Linked DNA regions of Mus musculus: region 2 is linked to region 1. The links are chromatin contacts, called in public Micro-C maps. All regions are on one chromosome and are shown on one strand. The core of a region is the stretch at or near the end of the contact, and the rest is flanking DNA. Distances in the headings are between cores, read along the strand shown.

Evidence for each region. Hi-C and Micro-C count contacts between places; a contact is called where the count stands out from the background.
Region 2: a Micro-C map of the HL-1 cell line shows a contact between it and region 1, with 4 times the contacts expected there. The contact joins two enhancer-like sites. A contact is called at or near these places in 8 of 484 Hi-C or Micro-C datasets (the HL-1 cell line, cerebral cortex, cortical neurons and 4 more), 1 of 115 datasets of contacts at active chromatin or transcription factors (pancreatic cancer cells) and 3 of 9 other capture datasets (adipose tissue, embryonic stem cells and pancreatic islet).

The regions. Positions count from the first base shown.
Region 1 is chr1:135,790,398-135,794,958 of GRCm38.p6, reverse strand. It overlaps a transcript of Tnni1 not described here. Among named protein-coding and RNA genes, the nearest start is that of Tnni1, 6.7 kb to the left of the region's middle. Within about 2 kb of position 2,063, at least 89 of the 459 cell types and tissues checked have an H3K27ac peak or open chromatin away from gene starts, as enhancers often do. A contact at or near this core is called in the HL-1 cell line, cerebral cortex and pancreatic cancer cells, where this site is marked.
Region 2 is chr1:135,944,522-135,948,675 of GRCm38.p6, reverse strand. No RefSeq gene overlaps it. Among named protein-coding and RNA genes, the nearest start is that of Pkp1, 27 kb to the right of the region's middle. Within about 2 kb of position 2,100, at least 35 of the 459 cell types and tissues checked have an H3K27ac peak or open chromatin away from gene starts, as enhancers often do. A contact at or near this core is called in the HL-1 cell line, cerebral cortex and pancreatic cancer cells, where this site is marked.

The sequences.
Region 1 (4,561 bases), core at 814-3,313:
ACGGAGCCCCCTCTCCACACCCACTCCACTCCATGCTGAGCCTATCTGTCCTTGCCCTGAGATCAGTTGTCTACATTGGACCCTGGGAGGGGGAGGGCAGGGGATGGAGGAAGAGAGATTAGCCAGAACAAAGAAAGGCTGTCACTCCTCAGTTTTCCACCACAGATCAACCTGTGTCACTGGAGAGAGAGCCTAGCAGAGTGAGTCAACCCTCAAGCTTGGAGACAGACGGCCTCACTCTCAGCAAATCTGATCTGGTGTAACTTGAGCGGTTTGACCCTTGTGAGATTCCGTTTCCTCATCTATAAAATGGAGATAATAATAGTGTCTACCTCAGAGGATTGCTGTGGGGCTGCGGTGAGGTAATGTGTACAAAGGGCTTTGCAAAGGTCTGGCATGAGGCAAGCGCTTAGCCGATATTAAGTTCTTCGTGTATTCTTGTTTCGGTGCTGGGGATTGAATCCAGGGCGGCTAGGCAAGCCCTCAGCCACTGTGCTTCCTCCCCAGCCAACCGAAACCTCAGAATTACTCTGAGGTGGGCATTATTATCAATCCCATTGAACCGATGGGAAAACGGAGCTCACAGTGGACGAGCAGCTCACTCAGTGACCCATAGCAAGAGGAGGCCAAGTCAAAAACTATATACCCCGGTGCCTGGTGACAGCCTGGCCGACAGGAACTGTCCCGTAAACACTCGGAATGTTTATTTCCTCAATGTTCTCAACTTCAGATTTTTTTTTCTACTGCAAATTTGAATGGACCAGTCTTGAGACCCAAAGCTCCCTAAAACCTAATGTGCTGCTTTGTATATTGATGCTTATCGGAGGTCTGTGTCTGTCGAGCCAGAAATAGTTCCCAGCCTCTGTTCTCAGCCCTAAGACTCCAAGACGAGGAAGCTTCTCTTTGTGCTACAGGGATGCGGGGGCTGGGCAGAGAGGGAATAGGAGGGTGCGAATGAGTAAACCCACCGGGAGAGGCGGTGGGAACCTTCAAGCTCCCGCAGGCTCCAACAGCCCGGCTGCTTTCTCACACGGCACTCTCTGCTACCTCCCACGCCTCGGACTTCCTCCCACACCCTCCGCCCGAACCTGTTGTCTCACTTCTCCTGTCTCCTTGAGCTTACTCCATCCTGCACTAAATCTGCCTCGGCCCCTCTGCCTACTTCCTGCCTCCAGCCATGCGCTGTGATGGACAGACACAGGGCGCCCAAGGCAGACCCCACTCTTTACCCCAGGCTGCCTCCAAGTTGTCATCGTGCTTTGAGCCTAGGGCAGGGCCATGCCTTGGCAGGTCCCTGCAGAACAGGCTGCCTGGCCAGAAATCCCCATAATAAGTAGGTAAGGTTCAGGGCTGCCCCTGTGAGGCACGGCAAAGGGGTGTGGGGCATAGAAACGGAGAGAGCTTGCAAACCAGGTGTGGGTGCCACCCTTCATAAACAAATCCTCTTTAGACTGGCGAATGAACAGTCAGTGAACCTGGGAACTGGGACACCAGGTCAGCACGCAGCTCTCCCAATGCCGCCTTGCCCCGCCCAATGCCGCCTCGCCCCGCCCACTGTCCATGCCCAGTACCCCTTACCCCTTTACCCCCTCCCCTGCCCCCAGCCCGATGACCACAACTCCCAGGCCTCTCTTAAGATAGTTCCAGCCTGCCCTGCACCCTGTCCTGGTCACTTTACTCTTTATTCTGAAGAAACCCAAACTCTGTGAGCCTGCAGAGCCGGGGTGTTTCTCTCCTCATAATACTGCTGCCCCACCACCACCACCACCACCACCACCACCACACACACAGACACACACACACACACACACACACACACACACAGACACACACACACACACACACAATCTAGAGACAGCTCTCCTAGATCTGCCTGCCTTAGCACTCCTAGGTCTCCTTCTGCACAGCTCGCCTGATTCTAGGTATTATGTGCCTTAGCTTTCAGGTGTACCCAGTCTACCTTTCCTCTGGGAAAGTTGCCTCAAGGGGCCGATGACAGGGTCTTTACTCTCTCTCTGCCTGCCCCTGCAGGATTCAGCGTGGTGTGTAGCAGAGCGAGCCCACGCTAGCCCAGTGATTTTTTCTAAACCACGATGCCTCAGAATGTGCCAGAAGGCTTGTTAAAGCTTAAGTATTGGTCCTCAGCCTCAAGTTTCTGCTCCAGCAGGGCTGAGGCAGGTCCAGAAATGCGTGTCTTATACAAGGTCAGGTCCATATCCAACGGTCTGAGACACAGTTAAGAATGACTCAAAAGAATGACTCAAAAGGCCCCCTTCTGGGCAAAGACAACATGGGGTAAAAACGCCCAAATGTGGCCTGAGTTTGCCCCAAAGCAGATGGTTGGTGTGGGTACAGTGTATCAGTTCTGCTGACCCATCCGCCCATACCACCCTCCAGTTCCCAGAGAATGATGTAGGCCCCCAGGTGCCCCATTTCTCAGCTCCGCGTGTGTGTTCATTCAGGTCACCCTGTTAGAATTCTGTAAGTACCAGGTACTGAGCAGCCCAGAAAAGCCACGCCCAGACCTCCAGAGGGGCCCAGCCCTGGGGCTTCTGACCTCCTTCTGGACTGCTTTCACATTCCTCCTCCCCAACGGAGCAGTCCTGGAGTGTCCCTTTTGTTACCAGGTGGGGCTTTGTCCTGGGGCTAGGAAGCTGAGAGCAAGGTACTGGGGATAGAGTCCCTGTTTAGAAGCAAAGAGGAGGAGGCCGTAGGAGAAGGGAGCCTCCTGACATTGCAGAGCCTGGTAAAGTGGCACACACCTTTGATCCCAGAACTAGGGAGGCAGAGGCAGGCAGATCTCTGAGTTCAAGGTCAGCCTGCTCTATAGAGTGAGCTCCAGGACTACACAGAGGAACCGCTATAAATGAACATATATCTAAATGAACAGTGTGCGTATGTGTGTGTGTGTGTGTGTGTGTGTGTGTGTGAATTAAAAATAGATACAATTCTTTGAAAAAAGAAAGAAAACTCTAATAAATTAAGAAAGAACTTAATGTTAGAATCCAGCTGCTGCTCAGTCTGTCGTTACCTGCAGCAACCCCTCCCCTGTTCATATCCTCTTAGATGTGACAGGTAGACACTGGGGGGCAGCCTGTGAATCTCTAGCTGGCAGACTTCCTGGTGCCAGCTAGATTTTTTACCCAGGGAAGTGAGTTTATACCAAAGCGAGTATTGGTGGCCACACATCCTGCTGCCCTTCCCTGCCTCCAGCCTGGCAGTCAGAGAGCCAGGCAGCCAAGCTGTATCACAATGCCCTGAGCCATCACTTCATCTTAGTATAGTATAAGTAGAGACACCCACTTTCACTACAAGGGCTCTGATCTCCTCTCTTCCAAGATTAAACTATGCTATCTATCCCCAGTGCTGGAGTCTGGACTCTTAAGGGCCCTGCCATACTGTTGTCTGTCTGTCTGTCTGTCCAAGGCATTAATAAACTCCATACTCCCAACAGTCTGTCTCAGTGTGCCGCCTGAATTCCTGTCTGAGGCCTGCCATGGCCAATACCCTCACTCGGGCATTCGAACGCATTCTTCACCTGCTAGTTTCAATCTGAGTCCTGTGTCTGTCCCTCTGTCCTCGGGGTCACAAGAAGGTACAGCCACCACCACCGTGGGCCACTCTTGAAAGTCAATTGAGCCCTAGTGTCTGCCTTGCCCCACCTTGAGTTCTCTGGTCTGCATAGACCATAGCACCAGTTCTGCTTTGGCCGTAGCCAGCATCATCGCCACAGCCTCCTCATTGCTCTCCTGGCTGCAGCTAGAGCCTCTCCAGCTCCTGAAAGGATCTGATGATGCTATGGAGTTGGTTCACACACCTCATGGCTTTCTTGGCTTCCTGCTCCCTCGACACCCGCCACAGGCTTTGACACTACTGTCAGGGCGTCCTTCCCTCCAGACTTCCTCCAAGCCTCACTGCCCAGCCACCCCTGATTATGTTAGGTGCCCCTGCTCCTAGCCCTACCACCCCCTTCATGCCCCTCTTTCCCACACTTCACCCCAACGCTGACATCGTTCATGTCCTTCTCGAGGAGGAACTAGAGTGCAGACCCCAGTCTCCATCCTTTTGTTTCCTCTCCCCTCAGGAACACACATAGTAGGTGCTCAACAAAGGCTCACTCCTTGAGTAAATGGACATACAGCCAGCACTGACAGGTTGCCCTCTTGAGCAGACACAGAGCAGGGAGTCCCTTCCCAGCTCAGAAGGGATCTGTGCTTTTCCTGGGGAGTCCTAAAGGCAGGTCAGGGGCTCAAAGCTCAGAGAGAAGGCTGGCTAGGAATCTGTCTTGTCCAGGCTTTTGGTACCAGAGGGAGGAGCATCCCCAATCCTGCTCGACCTTGGCATAGGAGATAACATCCAACAATGTGCTCACACAGACAAAGACACAAGAGCTGGGGACCTGGGCCTTTGTTGTTATCAGGCTTAGATCCTAAACAATGACCACTCCCTCTCTGCCCCATGCCAGGCTAGGTCCAGGTGCCAGGGAAGCAGGCACTAATACAATCTAAGGGCTTGTGAGTATGCTGGCCACTCAGGCCCTGCCTGCACCAACTCCCTCTCC
Region 2 (4,154 bases), core at 851-3,350, 150 kb before region 1:
GAGAGGGGGAAGAGGGTAAGGGAGAAGGTCAGGAGAGAGGGGCAGAGGGAGAGAGAGAGAGAGAGAGAGAGAGAGAGAGAGAGCGAGCAAGTAGCACCTTTCCTAGTGAGTCAGGCACACCTGGCTGTTGCCAGGCAACTGTGGGGCGGAGCCTAGACTAAATGCCAACAGCATCTTCCATTAAGTTCACGAGAAACCCCTTGCTTGGGATGGAGGTGTGTAGCTGGGGCACAGGTAGACAGAAGTTGGTGTTGTCTCCGATGGGTAGAGAGGGATCGGGTACTGCGACACAGTCCTGGTTTCAAATGGTCCCTTGTTTGGCTTCTTCAACTGCCTATAGGTGTCTTTTCAACCAGAAGGGGCCTAGCAGTTCATTGTGCAGTGACAGGAAAGTTGAGTGCAGGGTGCAAGTGGCCTTGAGCTGTCATGTACTGTTACTATGGGTGCTTGGACTAACATTACCACTGAGGTCAGAGAGCAACTTCTGGGAGTAGATTCTCTCCTTCTACTATGTGGGTCCCAGTGATCAAACTCAGGTTGTCAGGCTTGTTAGCAAGCAGCTCTCCCTACTGCATCATCGAGACGGCCCCTCGACATTAGCTTTGTTCAGAGTCCTAAACTCATCCACCCCTGACTTTTGGTCATGGCTGTTAGAAAAAAGCATGTGGCTGGCCTGCTGTGGTGGCACGCATCCAGAATTACAGGAGGACTGCAAATCTGAGCTTAGCCTAGGCTGTGCACCAAGACCTGGTATCAAATATAGGGGCCGGGGTCCAGAGCAGTGATGGAATGTCTGCTTAGCATGGTTCAGGACTGAGATTCACATCACAGAACTGCAAAGGTATGCAAAACCGCACAGTCGGCTGGATGCTGTTAGTTTCTGAGTAGCTGTAGAGTGGCCATGAGTGTGGAAGAGCTGATCTCAGGTACTGAACCTACTGTGGATCTATGTTGGTGTTTGGGGTTACATGGACCATGGATCAAAGAGAAGAGGGCTTCTGCAGGATGGATTCAGGCTTCTCAGCAGCAGGGTACCAGTCTCTGAAGGATGAACGCTGACAGCCTCCTAGAAGCTCTTTTCAGTGTTACACAAAAGGCACCTTGAGCAAGTCAATCGCCAAATACCAAAACTTCTTATCTGACCTGGGGGTTATATTGAAAGACCCATCACCTAAGCACTTCTCAGCCATTTGCCAGGCCAGTCTCCTCAGACTAAATCTTAGGGACCCTTAGAGATGGCCCTGTGTTGCCATCCCACTGTGAGCTGAGGATGAGTATTCTTGAGTTGAACTGGGGCCTCCCCCAGCCCCCCTGTGTTCCCCTATCCATGCAAATGCTGGTGGCAACAGTTCTGACAAACTAAGGGAGACTTAGAGGCCAGGCTCACTTCTGGCCGTGTGGATGTTTGCCCAGACTCAAAGCCTGCCCCTCAAATGACCTCTTACTTTATAGACTGCCTCGAGCAGTGGTACACAATACTTACTGTATTTGGTTGTTAAGGGAGCACTTTAGCCTCTACCCTAGATGGCCCTAACCTCAGGGCACACTGGTCAGAGGCCAAGCAGCTTTAGGACAATTGGGCCAGTGGTGGCTTAGATAAGCACAGCAGAGCTATGGGACATCTAACTCACATTAAGGAATCAAGGAAGGCTTCCTGAAGGAGGTGACACCTGAGCACAGCCTTGTAGGACATGTGGGTCAAGAGGACTCTCCCAGTCTGTGTCCAGATCACTCTTCCTATTGGCTGTGGAGGAGGCCTAATGTAAGCAAAAGCCAGGAGCCTTAGGCCTGCTCACAGGTAGTGGAGGACCACGGTTCATCTTCCTGCTCCATACTAAGGGGAATGCTAACTTTCTTTAAACAACACTTTGAAGAAACAGACAGAGCCCTTCCTGCCTCTCACTAGGCAGAGCATACCTCCACACAGGCACCCATGGGAAGCGTTTTGCATCCTTTGGAGCCAGCCTCAGTTTGCTGGAAGACAAGGATAATTGACCTTAAAAAAATACAGCAGGTCCCCACTCTGCCAACCCACCCACCCTGTCCTTCTGCCCCAATCCTTAGTCAACGGCTGTGGTCTCAGAAGATTCCATCATGTTGGGAGGTGAGTCAGAGCCTCCTGTCTCCATGGAAACCCCCTTCTATAGCACCAGGACCACAGACAACGCCTAAGACGTTGCCAAATTCCCACCCCAATCTGTGTTGTTTTCTCTGAACTAAACCTATACATGGTTCCTTCCTGCTGGCTCTACTTCTGACACTGTGGGTGTGCTGGGACGGGGCCTGGCTTCCTCCAGTGTTTTATGTCTGTCTCCCTGTGCATGTGCCCTCCTGCCCAGAGCTGGCATGGTCTTACCTACTGCCCTGTAACAGGCACTTCCTAGGCATCTGGTGGCCACCAAGACATGCTGGAATTGGTCATGAGAACCACCCAGCAGCAACCTCTTCGCAGCCTTTGTGTGACAAAGTCATGCCTTCAGGAGATGACAACACGGGGCAGGAAAATGGTAAACAGGCGTGAGATCAATACTCAGTGGTAATAATAAGGGGTGAAATCGCACAGCTGTTCAGGTTTTAGGTTTTTTGTTTGTTGTTGGTTAGTTTGTTAGTTTGTGTGCATGCCCCAGGCAGCCTCAGATGCTACTTGGTACAATAGCCGCTGCGTGTCCCATTAAGAGGCTCAGAGACAGTCTTCACCTTGGAGGACAGTTCTGGCCACGAGGCCATAAGACACAGGAAGTAAAGTGGGTCCTGAGCCAAGCCTGGAGGAGAGCCTTGGGACCGTAGGTAAGAGCGCCCTCTGGTGACCAAGAAGGAACTGTAGCTTCACAGGTGGGAGAAAAGGCTCTGAAGGTAGCTTACAGCTTCAAGGCTTCAAGGGAACTAAACGCTAGAGGACCTTCCTGGAAGAGGGAAGCTGAAACAAGAAGACTGCTTCCCTGAGCACTCACCTACAGTCTGTCGTTTCGCTTTCCTTAAGACCCTGGGACCCCATTCAGTCTTGTGTGGGTATTGAGGGTGGGGGTTGCAACCAGCCTACAGCTGGGGCAGCAATTGGTCCCTAAGCCTACCAAGTCTATATCTAGGCCTGATCTCAGGGCAGTCATGGAGACAGGGTAGTCTAATTCCCTCAGAGAACAAATAAGGCTCAGAGAGGACCTTGCCTGAGTAAGTGGCAGAATAGACTTCCGTCTCCAAGGTAGTTCTGGATTTGCGGCTATGCATTCTACGGGCACCTCTAGCTCAGGGCTCCCTGGATGCCTTGGTTAATCCTGGCTCCGTCCTAACTGGTCGCATTGTCTTGGGCAAGTTGGTTAACATTGTTGCGCTCAGTTCCTCATCGCAAAATGAAAGTCCTAGGCGAATCTTTCTAGAGTTTCCATGAGGATCAAAGTTGCCTTTCTGTCAAGGTACTACTGTTACTTCTAAATCTCATATGCCACGCCCGCTCACCCCCATCCCTCATCCTGGGGCCGCGCAGGCTTCGGGCAGTGTGGACCTGCTCTCTGCTATCAAGGAGGAGCTTTCTGAAGCTGGTGTAAAGTTGCCAGACCAGACCGCATTATCACGACCCCCCCCACCCCCCCACAATAGAGGAAGGATACGGCAGAGGCTGTGGGCAAAGCTGGGAGGAGGTGCCTTGGGTTTCCTAGGACACTATCATCCATCACAGGCTGTTCCTGGTATGCCACCAGGGGGTGCTATAGGACTTACAGTTGGAATAGAGAGAGTCTTGCTGTTTAAAGTGACAGATGGGGGGAAATGTGGGAACAGCCTAAGATAGGGGAGCGACATGGAGGTAAGGTTGGAGCTGTGGGTACCAATAGATCGCTGTTTGTTCTCTATAAGCCTCTCTGGGGAGAATTGCATGCTGTCCCCATGGGTCCTGTTTCCAGTCTGGAGAAAGATGTCTCCTTTCTCAGTTCCTGCCCGTTTGCCTTCTGTAGTCCTCTGTCTGAGCAGTTCCTCATTCTGGGGTCTTCTGGAGGTTGGAGCTTGGTTCTGAGTGTCTACCAGAAGGGACTGAATACCAGATAGAGGACAGGCTCTGAGACAGCCTGGCTCCATCTCCTTTTCTTGATCTCTGCCACCCCCGACCCCCATCCCTTTACTTAGTTCTCCAAAGTCTCCTCTGAAATCCCTCCTTTCTGCTT